Linked DNA regions of Drosophila melanogaster: region 2 is linked to region 1. The links are chromatin contacts, called in public Hi-C maps. All regions are on one chromosome and are shown on one strand. The core of a region is the stretch at or near the end of the contact, and the rest is flanking DNA. Distances in the headings are between cores, read along the strand shown. Region 1 holds the start of upSET (upSET,). Region 2 holds the start of Frl (Formin-like).

Region 1 (7,957 bases), core at 1,555-4,054:
GATGAAGTAGAACAAATACAAAGCTTATCGAGGCTCGCAGACGCACACATCTAAACGAGTGAGTCGAAAAGAGAAAGACTCCTATTGTGATCTACGGAATAAAAATGAACCTACAATTAAAAATAGTAATGCTGCTCATATTAGCTTGTTGACCAATGGACTACGTGACTGCACAATATCAGGGGCATTGCTTTGGCTGTACTTTCATTGAAACAGTCGCCAAGCGTAAAATGGGTTTTAGTTTTTGCATACCAGCTACAAAGTGTCAACTTTAATTGCGTCTTATTTTAATTCACTTGCTCGCTAGTTCTGGTCCGTCTAATTCGGTCAATTACTAATCAAGAATTGAGACTGCATGGGATTTTATTATGGATATTACACCATTAAAAAAATCTGTGGGGTTGGGAGGTGGTTTTAGGGGGTTGTGGCGGTTTGGTTTCGTTCCGCGACAACCTTTGAAATTATCGAATGGCTTAGCTTTCGCGAAATAATATTTTGACGATGGTCTTGTCTGCGCTGCGCAGAAAATAACGAAAGCCGAGCGCAGGCAAAAAGTTGTCTATCAACTTTTGCTTTCATTTTGTGGCGAAAATTCGCGCGTACAAAGCACAAGGCATAAATAACAATTGCAAAAATCACGTATGCGCAAAGAGCAGAACAGGAACATTCGAGCAATGCCTGTAAGCGAGAGCGAGACCACCATAGCTCTCCCCACACACACACTAACACTTAGCTATGTTAACTGCGGCCAACTTCACGGCGTACAGGCGTGTAAACGCTGGAGCACGCAATAAAAAGTTTGACGAAAACAGGGCGAAAGAAAATAAAATAAAAACTATATAGCTCTGTGCTAACATTCTGGATAATGGGAACAACATGGCGTCGTCGATATCGTTCAACTAATTCTCATCAACTTTAATTTCACTTTGCGGTCGATTTGTTGTTAAGTTTTTCCGACTAGCTGATGCGCATGTCAAAATTTTGGTAGAGACAACAAAAACACTGCACGGCATACACATTGCAATCCAAATGCGGAGGGGTGTGCCAAATCGAAATATGATTTTAATACTGATTTAGATAATCTCCTTAGAAACTCGAGCAAAACAAACTAAAAACAACTTGAAATTTAACAAAACAATTGCTTCGGGTTGGCAACTCTGTGCGAGGGGCATAATACGCACATCTACCTTCACGTTGCACAAAACGGAATCGAAAGCAAAACAAATGAACCCGCAAAGCTGTGCGAGCGAGCACGCTATACTGACGGTTAGTTGAAAAAAGAATATGCAATCAAATATGGCGACACACAGTATGCAAAAAAAAAAACCATACAAAATCGACGCATCAACAAATGAAATATTTATTTAACTGGCTCGACTCAAAATAAAATCTGAATTTCATATATATGTGATCCAATAGATATGTATAACCCATTCGACTGTATATTTTTCGATTCAAAATATTTCCGATTTGGGCGCGCACTCACATACAAACACACACACTAGTTTTACTCACCGTTTACTCTGTTATTTTGAATTTTCACTTCATTTTGCACAACTTAATTTAATTTAACGACAAGCTACGTGGTTTATTTTTTATTTCGAAACTTTATATTTCAATTTTATAAATACAAATTAAATTTGTATACACTTTAACACTGGTTCTTTTTTGTTCCGTTGCACATTGTTGATTTGCAGCATTTAAGTGATGGCGCGACGTTGTTTCGAACGTTTACTACCTGCACAAATTAAAATGTTTCTACTTTGATTAATCAATTTTATTATTATTAATACCGTATGGCACAAGAAGCAGAAGACAAAACGCGCAGGAAAACACATAAACTGGGATTGCTTAAGACGTGTGTAAGAGCGAGACGACCAGTCGGTTTGAGCAGACCATATAGCTAGTGTGACCGTTCTAGCCTATGGACAAGACATGCCAACTGACTATTATCGCCTATTTTATTTTGTTCGCCTGCCCTGCTTCTTCTTCTTGGTTTTTGTGTTGCGCTGTTTCCCTGTTTAGCCTATTACTACTGCGCCTGGCCATTCCGAAATGCTGTACGTACATATTTCGATTTCGCCTTTCCGCCTATTCGTTGATACCCACACAAACGTATATCTGTGCATGCCTTTCTACGTAGGTATGTGTAAAATCTATACACACGGATGTTGGCGCACATATACACAAAAAGTAAAATAGTTATGTTATTAACTATTTAACCACAAGCTATTTACATTTTAGGCACTTATTAATCCTATTTTCCAAAATACAAGGAATAGATACAGAAACGAAGACATAGTAGAAAAACAAACCTACAAGTAAATGACAATTAGTTGAAATTAACTTATTGGCCACCATACTGCCGAAGAGTGCGAAACTAATTCAGAAGCGAACCACTCAGCCAAGTAAACTATATTTTTTTGTAGAATTAGTTATACCTCTCCTACACTCACACAAATATTATATATATGTATATATAGACCGCGGCTAGTACACGTTTAGCGTCGTCTCGCTCCCACCTACGATCCGCACGTATTTTGCCTCTCACAATGTGTGTGTTTTCCTCTTTTCCAACACGCTAATAAGAAATCGTCATTTTTAAAAGTGCTTTTACAGCCAAACTAACATGTTTCACAGGGGAATTTCATAGTTCTGCGATTGCCGCGTTCGCATACTACGCTCCCAGTTATTTTCACAAATTTTTTGTTGACGTTTCGAGCACAATTTCCACACGTTTTGCTCACAACTTTCCGCTTCTAAAAAATTAGAGACTGACCAACCGAAGACGGTCACACTACAGCGGAGCGATAGATCGTTATCGCTCGACCAGGGATCCTATACTATTAGCCTTGCCGATATATATTTATTTATATAGTAAGACCGTTTTTCGTTTAGTATTTTTTAGTTTTTGAATATATTATCTAAGGTATCTATGGTAAATTTAAACGATTTAAAAAAATTCCATTGCGTTGCATTTATATTATTGTTTCGCCTGCAAAATGAAAACTGACATGACTACTATTTTAAATAAGTTTTTGGTATTTTATGCAAACTAAAAGAGAGCCACACTGCTGTAAATATATTTTATATTTTACATTTATTTACTTTGCTTCCATTTCTCAATGAAGTCAAATTGAGGTACTAATAAATAAATAAAGAGTTGTTGAGGTAGTTTCTGTAGCAAACTACGATTTATAAAGTATTTTTGAAAACATAGCCAACTATTTGTTGACCCTGACCCCAGTTGATAATGCAAATGTTCATATTTTAATTTACATAAAAGGGGAAGTGTCTGTGTGCCATGGAAACTAATGTGAATCCCCTGGCCGTAATCCTGGTTTACTTCGATAGCAAGGGGGATCGGTTACTGTACAGGTATCCGTACCAGACTCTCGGCCAAACGGAGGTGGCCAACGACGAGCAGCGGAAGTCCAGGTACTACCTATTAATTCAAAGGGCACTCAGCTTGACTATACCGATTTATTCAATCACAGAAAGCGCAATCCCTATGCCGTGGCCAATACGGACGATCTGCTGCAGACACCCACCCACTTGGGTGCTGCCAAGAGCCAAGGACAACTGCAGGGATTCGCAGATGAGGTCCTGTCCGCTCTGTTTGCTGTTAAACCACAGCTATGCAACCAAAAGTTTGAACTCAAACTGAACGACGTACGCTTTGTCAGTCATCCCACTCTGATACCGCAAAAGGAGCAGAGAAGTGGTCCAATGGCCAAGCAACAGATGCTCATCAACATTGTTTTTGCGCTGCATGCACAGGCCAGCTACTCGATTGTTAAGTGCTACCACGAACTGAGCAAGCGCCTTGGACTGGCGCTGAAGTTCGAGGAGCAGCGCAGTGGCTATCTCACCGAGCAGACGGCTCAAATGGCTCGCACACACGACGAGCAGCAGCAACAGCCGCTGGAACGCACACTGGAGCTGATTGCAGAGCGCTGCAGCTTGGCACAGGCCTTGCGCTCCATCTTCCATGATCTATGCACCACTGGACTGCTGAGTACCTCGCTGAATCACAACCTAACGTTGTGCTTCTGTCTGCCCGCTAAGGCACACCAGCTCCATAAGAAGGGCAGCATGGTGGATCCAGAGACCATAGATCGGTGCCTTCGTGCACTGAAGCCCTATCATGGCATGTTGCTGCTGGTCGACTTTGCCGAATTGTTGGACTGCGTTCCACCGACTGGGGCACGCATGCTATGGCAGCTAGTCGACGTCTACGACCCACTGATCAGTCTGCAGAGCATGTCCTCCAATGCAGACTTGAGTATCGAGCATGTTTATAAGCTCGTCTCGCATTTGGTCTACTGGGCTAAGGCAACTATTATTTATCCACTCTGCGAGACAAATGTCTATGTGATCGCGCCGGATGCACCATTGCACACCAAGTCCCACCTGGTGGAGAAGTTCTCGGCCCGTTTTGCCGGTATGTCGCTGTTCGAGGTGATCTCCGATTTTTCATTGCCCACTTCAATTGGACACTTAACCACGCCACTGCAGCAGCCAGCGCGACAGGGTATCCTCGCACAAATGGTGATTTGGATGCTGCAGCACCATTTGCTCATGCAGTTGCACACGTACGTTCAGTTTATGCCCAGCGAGGATGAATTCGGAGATTCGGCCTCCTGCAGCAACCATCTAAGGGATGCCATTAGCGATGAAGAAGGAGACCAAGAACCAGATGCGGACGAGTTGCATGGCTCCATGCTTAGCATGTCCAGTCATCCGTTGCCAGTGCCAGCGGTATTGGTGGGCGGACATCGTCGTGAGGCGTCCGAGGACCATTCATCACTGGCCTCGGACAACATCGCCGTGCAGCCATCATCCAGCCACAAGTCCAATTTCAGCATCACCGCCTCGATGAGCACGGACAATTGCGACAGCCTCGATTCCATGGAGGATGAGCAGAAGCTGAAGGAGCTGCTACAGGTTTTCAGCGATGCGGATCGAGCCGCCATCCGTCGAATTCCCGCCTCTGCCAACGTGGATGATCTATCTCTGCTTGTGAAGCTGTATCAGATGGGTTACTTTAAGAGCGAGCATCATCTGGAGGAGATCATGTACTTCGAGAACCTGCGACGTTCGCAACTGCTGCAATTGCTTGATAAATTCAGGGATGTGCTTATCATTTACGAAACCGAAGATCCTGCAATTGCATCCATGTACAATACCAAGTAGAGTTTGGGACGAATTTGCATTCCTAGATTTTAATGTTGAATGTTTTTGTTTAGTTTTTGAATATAATCTATAAAATAGGTATGCATCTAATTTTGTAAAGTTTGCGAAGCAAATCAATTTACGCTTGTAGACTACATATTTTGTTATTTATTTGTACAAGCAAGTTCTTAAGTTCAATTCAATTATTGTCAAACTATGTTTTTCCGTGATTTCATACAAATTCAAAAAATTACTCATATTCAAAACAGCGTTACATTTTAAGCTTCGCGCCCATTGTACAGCTTTAAGGTATATCGATAAGTGGGGAATATTCTGATGCTCTAAGAGCCAGATTAAAATAAAATATTTAAAAAATACGAAAAACCCATTTTTAACTTAAAAAAACAACTTTAAATCATAAATCAAAGCTGATAAATTAATAAGATGCGAAGCACAGCTGATTATTCGGTATTTTTTTGTTGGTATATTCCAGTGATTGGTATTTTAATAGTTGCATTTTGTTGATATTGTATATTTTTGATCCTGCCTACGAAACTCTGGAGCTCGGCCACGATGGACATTTCGCAAATGTGCCGCGTTTGCAGGGACGAATCCGACTGCCTGTTGGATATATATACAGAGCCATATGCCTCCTCCAATCGGGTCCAGGAGCAGGAGCCGGTCTTGGCCACAATGCTGAGGGAATGCAGCGGATGCAGCGTGCATAAGGAGGACGGAATGCCGCAGTTCATCTGCGTGGAGTGTGCGGAGGCCGTAAGAAATGCCTATCGGCTAAGACGGCAATGCCGAAAGAGCCATCAGTACTTTGAACAGCTGCGTCTGATGATGAAGGAGCTGGACGATATAGAGTATTGCCTGAATATAGGGGATAACATAGAACCACAGATGCCGGTCTCGGTAATGGAAGCTGGTAAAACGCCGGAGACATCCGAACCTCTTTTAGTTGAGCTTGTGCAGGTTAAGTACATGCCTCCAGAGCCGAAGCCAATATCTTCTCCTCTTCCAGACAACAATGAGCATAAGCTCGCGCAAAGTTATTCTCCAGCAAAGACGCCACACAATAAGTCCAAGAGGAGGGCGAGATCCTACTCGGACAATGACTCATGGAGCCCGGATAGTGAGCTTGAACACGAAGATGATGATAAAATCTGGAACGCCTCAAAACGGGGCAAACCGAAAAGGGTTCCCGGACCATATCGGTGCAAGCTCTGCACACAGTCGTTCACCCAAAAACAAAACCTAGAGATTCACATGCGCATACATACTGGCGAGCGACCCTACAAGTGCTCCCTATGTCCGCGATCCTTTGCCCAGAAGGGCAACCTGCAGAGCCACACACGTTGTCACACCGGCGAGCGTCCCTTCGGTTGTCCGAACTGCCCCAAGCGCTTCCGGCAAGTTGGGCAACTGCAAGTCCACACCCGGACTCATACTGGCGAACAGCCGTTCAAATGTTCCAAATGTCAGCAAAGCTTCAAGCAACTAAACGGCCTACAAAAACACATGTCAGCACACACGCGAGGGAAGCGACGGACGAGCAGCCAAGAAACAAAAAGAAATAAGTTTAAATAGTTAAGATTTGTTAAAGGTATTTTCATATATTGAATGTCCATATAATAATTTCTTGTTTGAAATCGACAAAGCTAGTAATCGCAACCAAAGTGAGAAAGCTGCTTAAAAACTGTTGTGAATCGATCCGATTATCATTTCTTTATTATCTTATTGTCAATATGAGAACATGAAATTGTTTTTAAAACTACACTCCATATGTACTTTCATTATTAGTCGCTAACTTGTTTCTACTTTAAAAATATATCGAACTTATTTTTAAAACGATGATACAAGATGATTAATTACTATTTTAGTTGGCTACATTTTGCCAAGCGTTGCCAAGGACTATTTAAGAGCTTTTCGTCTGGTCCTTGTGGATCCTTTGGTGTGGGTGCGCCTGTGCATGGTCAACTGGGCCTTGCCGGTGAAACTTTTTTGGCAGTCGGTGCATTTGAAGGGCCGCCTCTTATCCACCTCGTTGCGAGTCTCCTTCTTCGGCTGCTTATCGTTCCGGTCCCCATCGTCCTCCTCCTCCTCCTCCTCGCTCTTGATGCGATCCGTAAAATCCCAATCCTCGGCCTCCAGGAGATCGCATGTCTCCTTGTCGCTTTGCTCCCTCTTCACGCGCGCCACGTATTCCATGGTCCTTGTGTAGCGTCTCCTGAATCTCAAGGCCTCACGCAATTTAATAAGGCACGGTTCGCAAATTTTCAGCGGAAAGCCGTCCCCGGTATCCACTGGATATGCGCTGCAGATATTCAGCAAATCAGCCGGCGTGGGCTCCGGTTCCTTGGTTCGCTGTAGATCGTCGCTCAGTCTGTCCCCCAAGCTCTTGTTGTCGTAGATGTCTAGCAGGTCCTTCGGCTCGTCCATACACACCCGGCACATCTTCACCAATTCATCCATGGCTTCGTTGCTTCCTTCGATTCCAAGCAAATACAATTCAAAAAGAATAACTAAACTGTATCGGATGACCATCAAGCCAAAACAGAAAAATACCAATTGGCGCAATTCCAGGGATGCAACATCTATGCCAATAAATATGTATTTAAATTTAGACTTATTTGTTGTTATATCAAATTAACTTATAAATATATTATTTAAAATGAACAATTAATCTAAAATGAAATGTAGTAGCAGTGAAAATTGTAGAATCAGTTGAAAGTATTCTTCATGTTATATTTTTAATTTATTTTAATTGAAAAACTGT
Region 2 (7,957 bases), core at 2,374-4,873, 51 kb before region 1:
TTAGATTAGGCGTGTTAACATGAATATCAATTGGGATAAGTAAGTAAGTAAGGATAATAAGATACTAATACTGTGGTATAATGGCAATCTTCTTAGTCTGCGATAAGAGTTGTTAAAAGGATTTTTGTCTGGCTATTAGAGATATTGCATTCAAAAACAATTCATCAGTTTCATACCATATTTATATGATAGCATTTCTGGATAGCATTGACTTTAGCCCTTGAACGGATACTAATTATATTAAGGAAGAAAGCAAGAACTTTGTTATATTTCTTAATGGCTTTAATAAACGCATCAATATTTTGTGTCCCCAAAAATGGCATGAGAGTAATAAAAATCGTGCTTCCTTATCGAGATGCGCACGAAAGAAGTTACAACCATGACATCATACAGTGCGAAAAAGAAATCGAGAAATTATGGAATAAACACAAAAAAAATATGTGCCAAGTTGTTGTCAAAACGTTGATAAAATGTTATCATCCAATATTTATTAAATAAAAATGATCGTAATAATTTATTAAGAACATCCTCTAGTAAATATTTTATCTTTAAACAACATTCCATATGCTGAGGACAGTATTTACAACCTTGAGATCAAAACAAAAGATCTTGAGAATGGGCATAATGCCAAAAATGAGCAGATAAGTGGGAAACCCGTTGGAGAAGCATTTCTCATATTACTGACTGACTGACTGACTGACTGCCGATAACTGAGAACTCAAGCTGCGCCATATAAATAAAGAGTTCTGCTCTCGCCAACCCCTTTTGTTCAGCTCGCCAGAGAGATAAGCCGCGATCTCCAAGCCATCCCATCCCATCGCATCCCATCGAGAAGCAGTGCGAGTAAGGGAGGGCAGGCGAGCGGACCCATGCCGGCGTTAGCAGTGAGTCAGCGAGTGACTCGAGTGCGACAGAGAGGGCGACAATCGATCAATTCGCTTTAATTGCCATTAGCATGCCGAATTGGAGTGGCTTATTCAGAAAGGGGGGAACGATGGGCGGAGGGAAGCGAATCAAATGGCGGCTGTGGGTCACTATCCGTTACGCTTTTATGACGGTCAGCGCTGAGAGCTTTTTTTTCTCTATTCTTGACTAATGTATTTATATTTTTTGGCAATATGTTTACTCGTAAAATCTTAATTACGCAGTCTTGTTCGGTGAAAAAAAGCATTTGGTGGGATGACAAACGAATTCTGACGACAGGCACACGCCCTTCGAACCTTGGTGAGAGTATTAAAAGTTTGGCTTAAAAAAGTTATGATCTTTCATTGTAAATCCTTTAAATTAAATGATAAAAAGAAGAATAAAAGGGGTTGATTTAAAAACTAGGATGCTGTTTCTTAATAAACCAATTGTAAACCATGCTAGTCATCAAGGTTTTCGTCCTGATACCTTATCGATATTTGATTTCAATAAGATATTACGAATAATTCCGTGCAATATGATATTTTGAATGCAATTTTAAGCATGGGAATAGCTAAGGTGTTCAGCACATACATATGTATATATGGTAGTTTCCATTCAGATCCCATTCCACTGTGCCCTGCTTGGGGAGTTGTGCAAGCCGGAGCGGAGAACAGAACGGGACTGAATCGAGTTGAACTGGGGAGAGGCGCAGATACAAACTCAGAGATACTCACAAACACCAGCGAACACTCACGTTTCCACAAGTGTGTGTGTGTGGCTGACAAAAATTCAAGCGAACAAGTCGCCGCACACTCGATGAGGTCATCAATCACATGCAACAAATGCGAGGGCGGAAAAAAACGGGCTGGGGCAGGAAGCCAATCCTTAAGCTTCTTTCTATATACCAGCTACTACATTCGCCAAGCAAACTCAATTTTTCAAATGGATTTTTGAACATAAACAAACATTTCTTCTAGTGTATTAAAAAATATCACCGATTCAGAAGAGGGGGTGTATTTGTTTCTAAACATTCGATTCGACTATTAAAGCTTAACAGCGTGAAAAAGATTTTTCCAGATAGATTTGTATTCTAGAACCATTTACGCATTTCCATTTATTTATTTAAATTTATTTCTTGATACCAAGCTGATCACCCAAAATAGCTTACTCGTTCATAAACAGAAATGTATATTAAAATCGTATGTTATACAAAATATATGTATGAAACATATTGTAAGCTAATAAATGAAAGGAATTTTATTTGCCAAAAACTATGCAATGCTTTTTGGAAAGGGATTGCTAGTTAATTAATTCTACAAGGCGTTATTTTTAAACTTGGCAGAAAGGAATTATATTTTTTAAATCTTTGAAGTATAAATGTATATTTGAAATATATTTCTTTGAGACTTTCCTGTCATTTAGGATTTGAATGGTACATGGAGCGTAAAATAGGTAAAAATAAATAAATAAATTTGTATATCTAAAATTTAGCAAATTATAATGAATTTAATGAAAGTATAAAATTGTTCTTTAAGCCATATTTTAATACCTAAGTTTTTTTTTTGTCATGGTATTCGGATTAACTTACCAGCACTTTGGCGAATCGTCGGTCCAGCTCATCTGTGGTGGGCATGGGTTGCTGGCTCCGGCTCCGCAGGCTCGGCTGCCTGACATGTTGGTACTGGGAACTGCAGCCGATGTCGTAGCGCAGATCCTGTTTCTGCAGCGTGCCGCTAGAGATGGAACCGTTGTGCTGGTGGCCATTGCGCATCGAGTGATGGTGCGCATGCGAATGGGGATGCTGCAGCTGCTCATCGGCGTCCACATCAGCGCTGGTGATGGTTCGCGATTTGACGGCGCCCATTATGGTGGCAAAGCGACCAGAGCCCGAAACCGAGCCGGAGACGGAGCCGCCTCCTCCTCCTCCTCCGCCGCCTCCTCCCCCTGGATCCTGTAATCCCCGGGATCCGGATCCTCCGCCGCCGATGGCGTCCTCGATGGTCGCCGCTTGGAGCGCAGTGCTAAGGGACAGCGAGAGGGTACCCCATACAGTCCGGCAAAGGGCACGCGTGCGTTCCGGGCAACTTGAAAGTTGCTCTTTGATTCCGTTGAAGATATCCAAAGCGGCTGCTGCCTGTTTCTCTGCTATCGAACGCTCAGAACAACTGGCCAATCGAAAGTGACTATTTTCCGGGCGTGTGTTTTCTTATTTTTGGTTGCCTTTTTTGTTTTTTGTTTAATTTATTTATTTTTTTTTTTTGTTTTGAAAGTAAGTGTAAAAAGTGCTGTGTTCCAAAATTTTGATAATTTAATTTACTTCTTTCTGACAATGTAAGCAAAAACACAATTTGTTGCTACTGTTGTTGCTGTTGTTGTTGCTGGTGGTGCAACGGCGGCACTCACACAGGCACACAGCCACTAGCACTCACACACACACACACCTACAGCAAGACACGGATGCAGGCACACAAACACAGACAAAGGACCAGATTTCGATGAAAGGCTCCTGCGGCAGGCGACGCCTCTTGTGCTTTGTTTGCAGGTTTTTCCGAGCGAGGGACGTGCGAATTGCTTGCAATTTGCCTTACACACCGCATTAGACTCGGTCTGTGGGCGATAAGTGTGGGAACCGAGAGCAACTGCAGTTAAATGCACTTTATTTTGCCGACCGACCGCACGACAACCGCGCTACACGAATATTCGGGACAGTGTGACCGAACTGGGTCTGCGCACGGAAACCAAAGACTGGCGGGAAAACACCCTAAATGTGCCGAAAACTGCGCTTAGCAAAGTTTTAAGCCAGTTGATTTAATTAATATGCATTTTTGTGGTAATTGCCAACGGTCGCACTTAAAATAAAAAAACATTTGTTTTACATTTCGGATCCAAGGAAATAAGCCATTATTGGCTTAAATAAGCTTTAACGACTGCAATCATGAGCACCCCTCGCAAGAACTATAACAACCTGCCGCCCTACTGCCCACAAGGCGGCCAGTACCCATCGCAGTCCGCGGATTACAGAGCGCAGCAATTCGGTGGCCAGCAGAAGCCACAAAATCCAAACGTTGGCTTCTACGAGGACAAACAGGGCCAGCAAAATGTTCCTCATTTCTACCAGAACAAATCCCCACAGGAGCCGCAGCGCCATCGGCCCTACGGTCAGGGCAGGAATTTCGGACGCGGCGGCAGCTTCAATCGCAGGAACCAACAGAACTGGGATCATCCGAGGAGCCACCAGAACAGGGAACAAAACCAGAGCGGCAGCTCCTTCGGCCAGTACTTTCATCCCTCCATGCTGGAGGATCCTTGGCGGGAGCTAATGGAACGGCACGAGGCCATCCACGGACCCAGTACTAGCCGAACTTCACCGAAAGAGGTGGCGGCTTCCTAAAATGTAGAATACAACACTAAGAGCTAGTTAAGCCCTGTAGGATAATTTCCCCAAAGCAAAGAAAGAATTTTAATTTTAGCTTTCCGATATTAAACAAAAGAATGTGTAAACATAAAAATGGTTTCATCATGAGATCCGAGCCTGCTTTTGAGTGGCACATTACGTGCTGAAAACCGCTCCGATGCCTTCAAGAAAGAACTATGGCTAAGGTTGTAACATTTTATACATTTAAGCAACAGTTTCACGTGAATGAAACCCGTGTGTATACTTAAAAATTTAAGACTACCGTAATGGAACACCCCTCAGTGCAATGGGGCTCCCCGAGTGAGCTGCTAATAGTGCTGCTGTTGATGCCGCTTCTTCTCCAGATACTTCTCCCAGTCGACGGCAACGCGATTGTAGATACCCATGGCGGCACGTGCATCCTCCACGGAATTATGCTCGCCCGTTTGGATCTCCTGACCCAGAACGGCCTTTGTCAGGCGTTTTAAGCTGGGCGTGTGGGTATTAGAGATGAGTTTGCACAGCGGCTTATAATGCGACGTATCACGAATGTCATGGAACGGATGGCGGATGCCCAGTACGGCAAGATCGTTGCGCAGGCCGTGTCCCACCAGAATGCGGCCATGTATCAGCTTCATCACTTCGTTTTGCACGGCGGCAAAGTCCTCACCGTTAGCGATGTCCTGCGGCCGAATGCCGGACACGCTGGTGCGGTAGTCGGTGACCTCCTTTCGCGGCTTCACATACTTGTCCAGCAGCACGTGTCCCATGCGATTCACGATGGACACGCGTGCCAGCATGTCGTCCCGTGTGTTGTGTCCCACGCCCACCATCTCGCAGTCCATGGCCAAAATGCGATTGCGGTGTGCCTTCTTTTTCATGCGCATGCGTGCCGATTTGCTTAGTGGTGCTGACTCCGTCGCCTTGGCATCCTGGTTTTCACTTCCAGCTGCTGCTGCTGCTCCACCGCCAGCAGCGGCCATCCAGTTGGAGCCGGCTGCCCGGCGACTTGTGTTCACCTGTTGCACCTGTAGGCGCTCCATGGAGGCTTGCAGCTTGCGTTGATTGTGTTGCGGGGAAACCACATTTTTCGTGCTGTCCGTGGTGTTTTTGTTGTTGGCAGACCCGCTTCTGCTGCTGTCCAAGTTATTGGCCCGGCTACGATTCATGTCGAACTGCTTCTGGCGTGGCGTAGCGGACATGGCGTCGGGGCATCTATATATTCCAAATAAATATCCAGCTTAAGACAATCTCGAATAACAAATGTGTTTCTTTATTTTAGTAACACCGACCAGTGTGACCGTCTTGGGGTTGCTGGAGTATTACTGTCGACGGGCTTTTGGTATTTAAACAGTGTCAATGGGTGCGTTCAGCAGGTAAATAGCAATCACGCCTTATGTAGCCTGTGAACGCATTCACTGCGTCAATAATATGTGCATTGATCGCTCGAACAAATAAGACCGTAAAAATCGCTATTCATTTACAGTTTCAGACGTTGAAGTAGTGTAAGTTCATTAAAATATTGAAGAAATGTGGGAGTATTGACTAATATTCTAAAATCACTTATGGCGGTTTTATATTTTAACAAATCGTAAAAATATCAAACTAACGGATTTTATACATATGCATGTGCACACTCGAGATTGGGCTTGAAGTTTTGGATATCCACTGCGAAGTGCGCACTTGATAAAGATGTTCGTATGCAAGGAGTTTTAAACTGGCTCCCGCGTATTTCGTTCGGAGTGCATCCTGGAGCACATAGATGTCAAGTAAGCGCAGCTTACTTAATTCGCATTAAGGCATATGGTCGTCGAGGAAGTAAAACTTTACTTGAAAAGCGGGGCGTGGCCCCTATCTGCATTCGGCCCCTTCGGCGGCCTGGGCAACTTTCCCAATCACATCGAGGATTATTCATTTGAGGAATGCCGTTTGCAGCATTACATGGCTCAACAGGAGGATCGCCTCACTATTTATGAGTTGCAGTATGCTCGCGAAATTGACTTGGCCACCATGAAAATTATTTGATTAAGATGTCGCCCCAAAAACTACTGGAAACATTGATTGAAATTTACGATCAGCCTCTAATCGACAGTTCCTCTGTCGCATCCGTCAGGGACCAGACTTCGGACGAGAGAAAATGCCAAGTTCAGCCTCAAAGCTTCCCAGGTTTTCAAACCAACTTTTCAAACCAACTGCCAGTTAAACATCTCCGGTGACACGGCGAGGCCGTCCAACAGAGCATGCTTAAGATGCTGGAAGGCAGCGTGGTTAGCCTAACCGACCGGGAACAACTGTTTTAAAACTAATATAATTTTGTTTAAAGTTTTTTGTTTTTAATTTCTTTGCAGTACAAGTGATCTGTTTTTAGAAAAAGATTATCCAAAAAGTTAGCTTTAATTTGAAACTCAAATTGAATATGAAATTTTGGATGCTTGGAGATTTTGGAGACTTGAAAATAAATGTATTTTCTTATTAGGCGAATTAAGAGCAAACCTTGTTAATTACATATAGCTCGAACTTTGTTTTCAGTGTAATAACTGATAAGCCATTCAACTAAACAGTCGATATGTTCGTTGAATGTATAGATTTTTGTTACATCTATGAACGGTCATACGAAAAGGATATTCATTTGTTTATTTTAGTTTGGCACATCTTTGAAAATAATGCATAATGCTTTGTGAAGATCTAGGAAACTGCAGACTACTCCATCGGAATTTTTCCATCAGCGCCCGAGAACCCAGCACTTACATCGCCAACAGCCGATGAGCCGCAATCCGCCCGTGTTCCCATTCCGACTGTCGATTGATTTGTACGGCGACAAGCGGCGGCGGAGAAAAGGACCGATAAAGCAGAACTGGAGGAGCAACCATGACCGGCAGAGAAGCGCAATCCTTCCACACACGCTGTGGCCGCTCCATCCGGCTGTACAATAACAACCGGATGGCCCAGCGCTCAATGCGGGATTTCAGTCATGCCCTGGTGTTCAGTGCTGAGCCCCTGGAGGACGATGTACTTTTCGAGGTCGTCATCGAGAAGAAGGTGAGTTAGCCACACGACTGCAGCAGATAGAGCTGCGGATAATGATCGTCTTGCAGAATACCTACTGGGGCGGAAGCATTGAGATTGGTGTCACCGCGGAGTCGCCGGATGACCTGGAACTGGTGGCATGCGCCACTGCCATGCGAAATGGCACATGGGTCATGTCCGGCATCGACGTGCGCAAGGATGGACGACGCCTATTCGAGTTCTATGGCACCGATCTGGAGACGCTCAACGAGAATGATCGCGTTGGCGTCATGCGCACCTCTGGTAACGATTTGGTCTTCTATGTGAACGGAGAGTCGCAAGGCGTGGCTGCAAAGAACATGCCCAAGCCTCTGTGGGCTCTTGTCGATCTCTACGGACGTTGTGTGCAGGTTTCCTTGTGTCCGCGCGATGGAAGTGGTTCCGGAGAGGTAACAATTCAGCTAATCCAAATGAATAGGTAAACAAAAACTCGTTTTCTTTGTACACAGCTTTTGGATTCTCCGCTGCAGCAACCACTGCAACAGGTTGTTCAAAACTTGGACGTGGCCATGAACGTAAACATTGTCGTTGACTCCGACGCCTGGATGCAAGGCAATGGCTCCGTATCCGGTGCTGATGACCGACTGTGCT

Evidence for each region. A called contact is a pair of places that touch in the nucleus more often than the background predicts.
Region 2: a contact with region 1 is called in a Hi-C map of the Kc167 cell line, with 2.2 times the contacts expected there. A contact is called at or near these places in 45 of 107 Hi-C or Micro-C datasets (the Clone 8 cell line, the D17-c3 cell line, the Kc167 cell line and 15 more) and 1 of 7 datasets of targeted methods (the Kc167 cell line).

What each region holds. Positions count from the first base shown.
Region 1 is chr3L:13,996,974-14,004,930 of dm6, reverse strand. It overlaps upSET (upSET,), which reads right to left and starts at 2,804. Exons shown (of 8, transcript NM_140424.2): 1 at 2,630-2,804; 2 at 1,516-1,738. It overlaps Nprl3 (Nitrogen permease regulator-like 3), which reads left to right and starts at 3,051. Exons shown (of 3, transcript NM_168570.1): 1 at 3,051-3,141; 2 at 3,287-3,438; 3 at 3,498-5,551. The coding sequence starts at 3,305. The coding sequence ends at 5,196. CG17361 reads right to left here and starts at 7,740. Exons shown (of 1, transcript NM_140421.3): 1 at 6,876-7,740. The coding sequence starts at 7,725. The coding sequence ends at 7,093. CG17359 reads left to right here and starts at 5,680. Exons shown (of 1, transcript NM_140422.3): 1 at 5,680-7,031. The coding sequence starts at 5,749. The coding sequence ends at 6,768.
Region 2 is chr3L:14,048,881-14,056,837 of dm6, reverse strand. It overlaps Frl (Formin-like), which reads right to left and starts at 3,623. Exons shown (of 9, transcript NM_001144476.3): 1 at 2,495-3,623. The coding sequence starts at 2,770. It overlaps CG6833, which reads right to left and starts at 5,632. Exons shown (of 1, transcript NM_140432.5): 1 at 4,369-5,632. The coding sequence starts at 5,502. The coding sequence ends at 4,630. CG13484 reads left to right here and starts at 3,759. Exons shown (of 1, transcript NM_140433.2): 1 at 3,759-4,410. The coding sequence starts at 3,842. The coding sequence ends at 4,297. It overlaps Neurl4 (Neuralized E3 ubiquitin protein ligase 4), which reads left to right and starts at 6,946. Exons shown (of 9, transcript NM_140431.3): 1 at 6,946-7,339; 2 at 7,396-7,755; 3 at 7,816-7,957. The coding sequence starts at 7,169. It also overlaps asRNA:CR46067.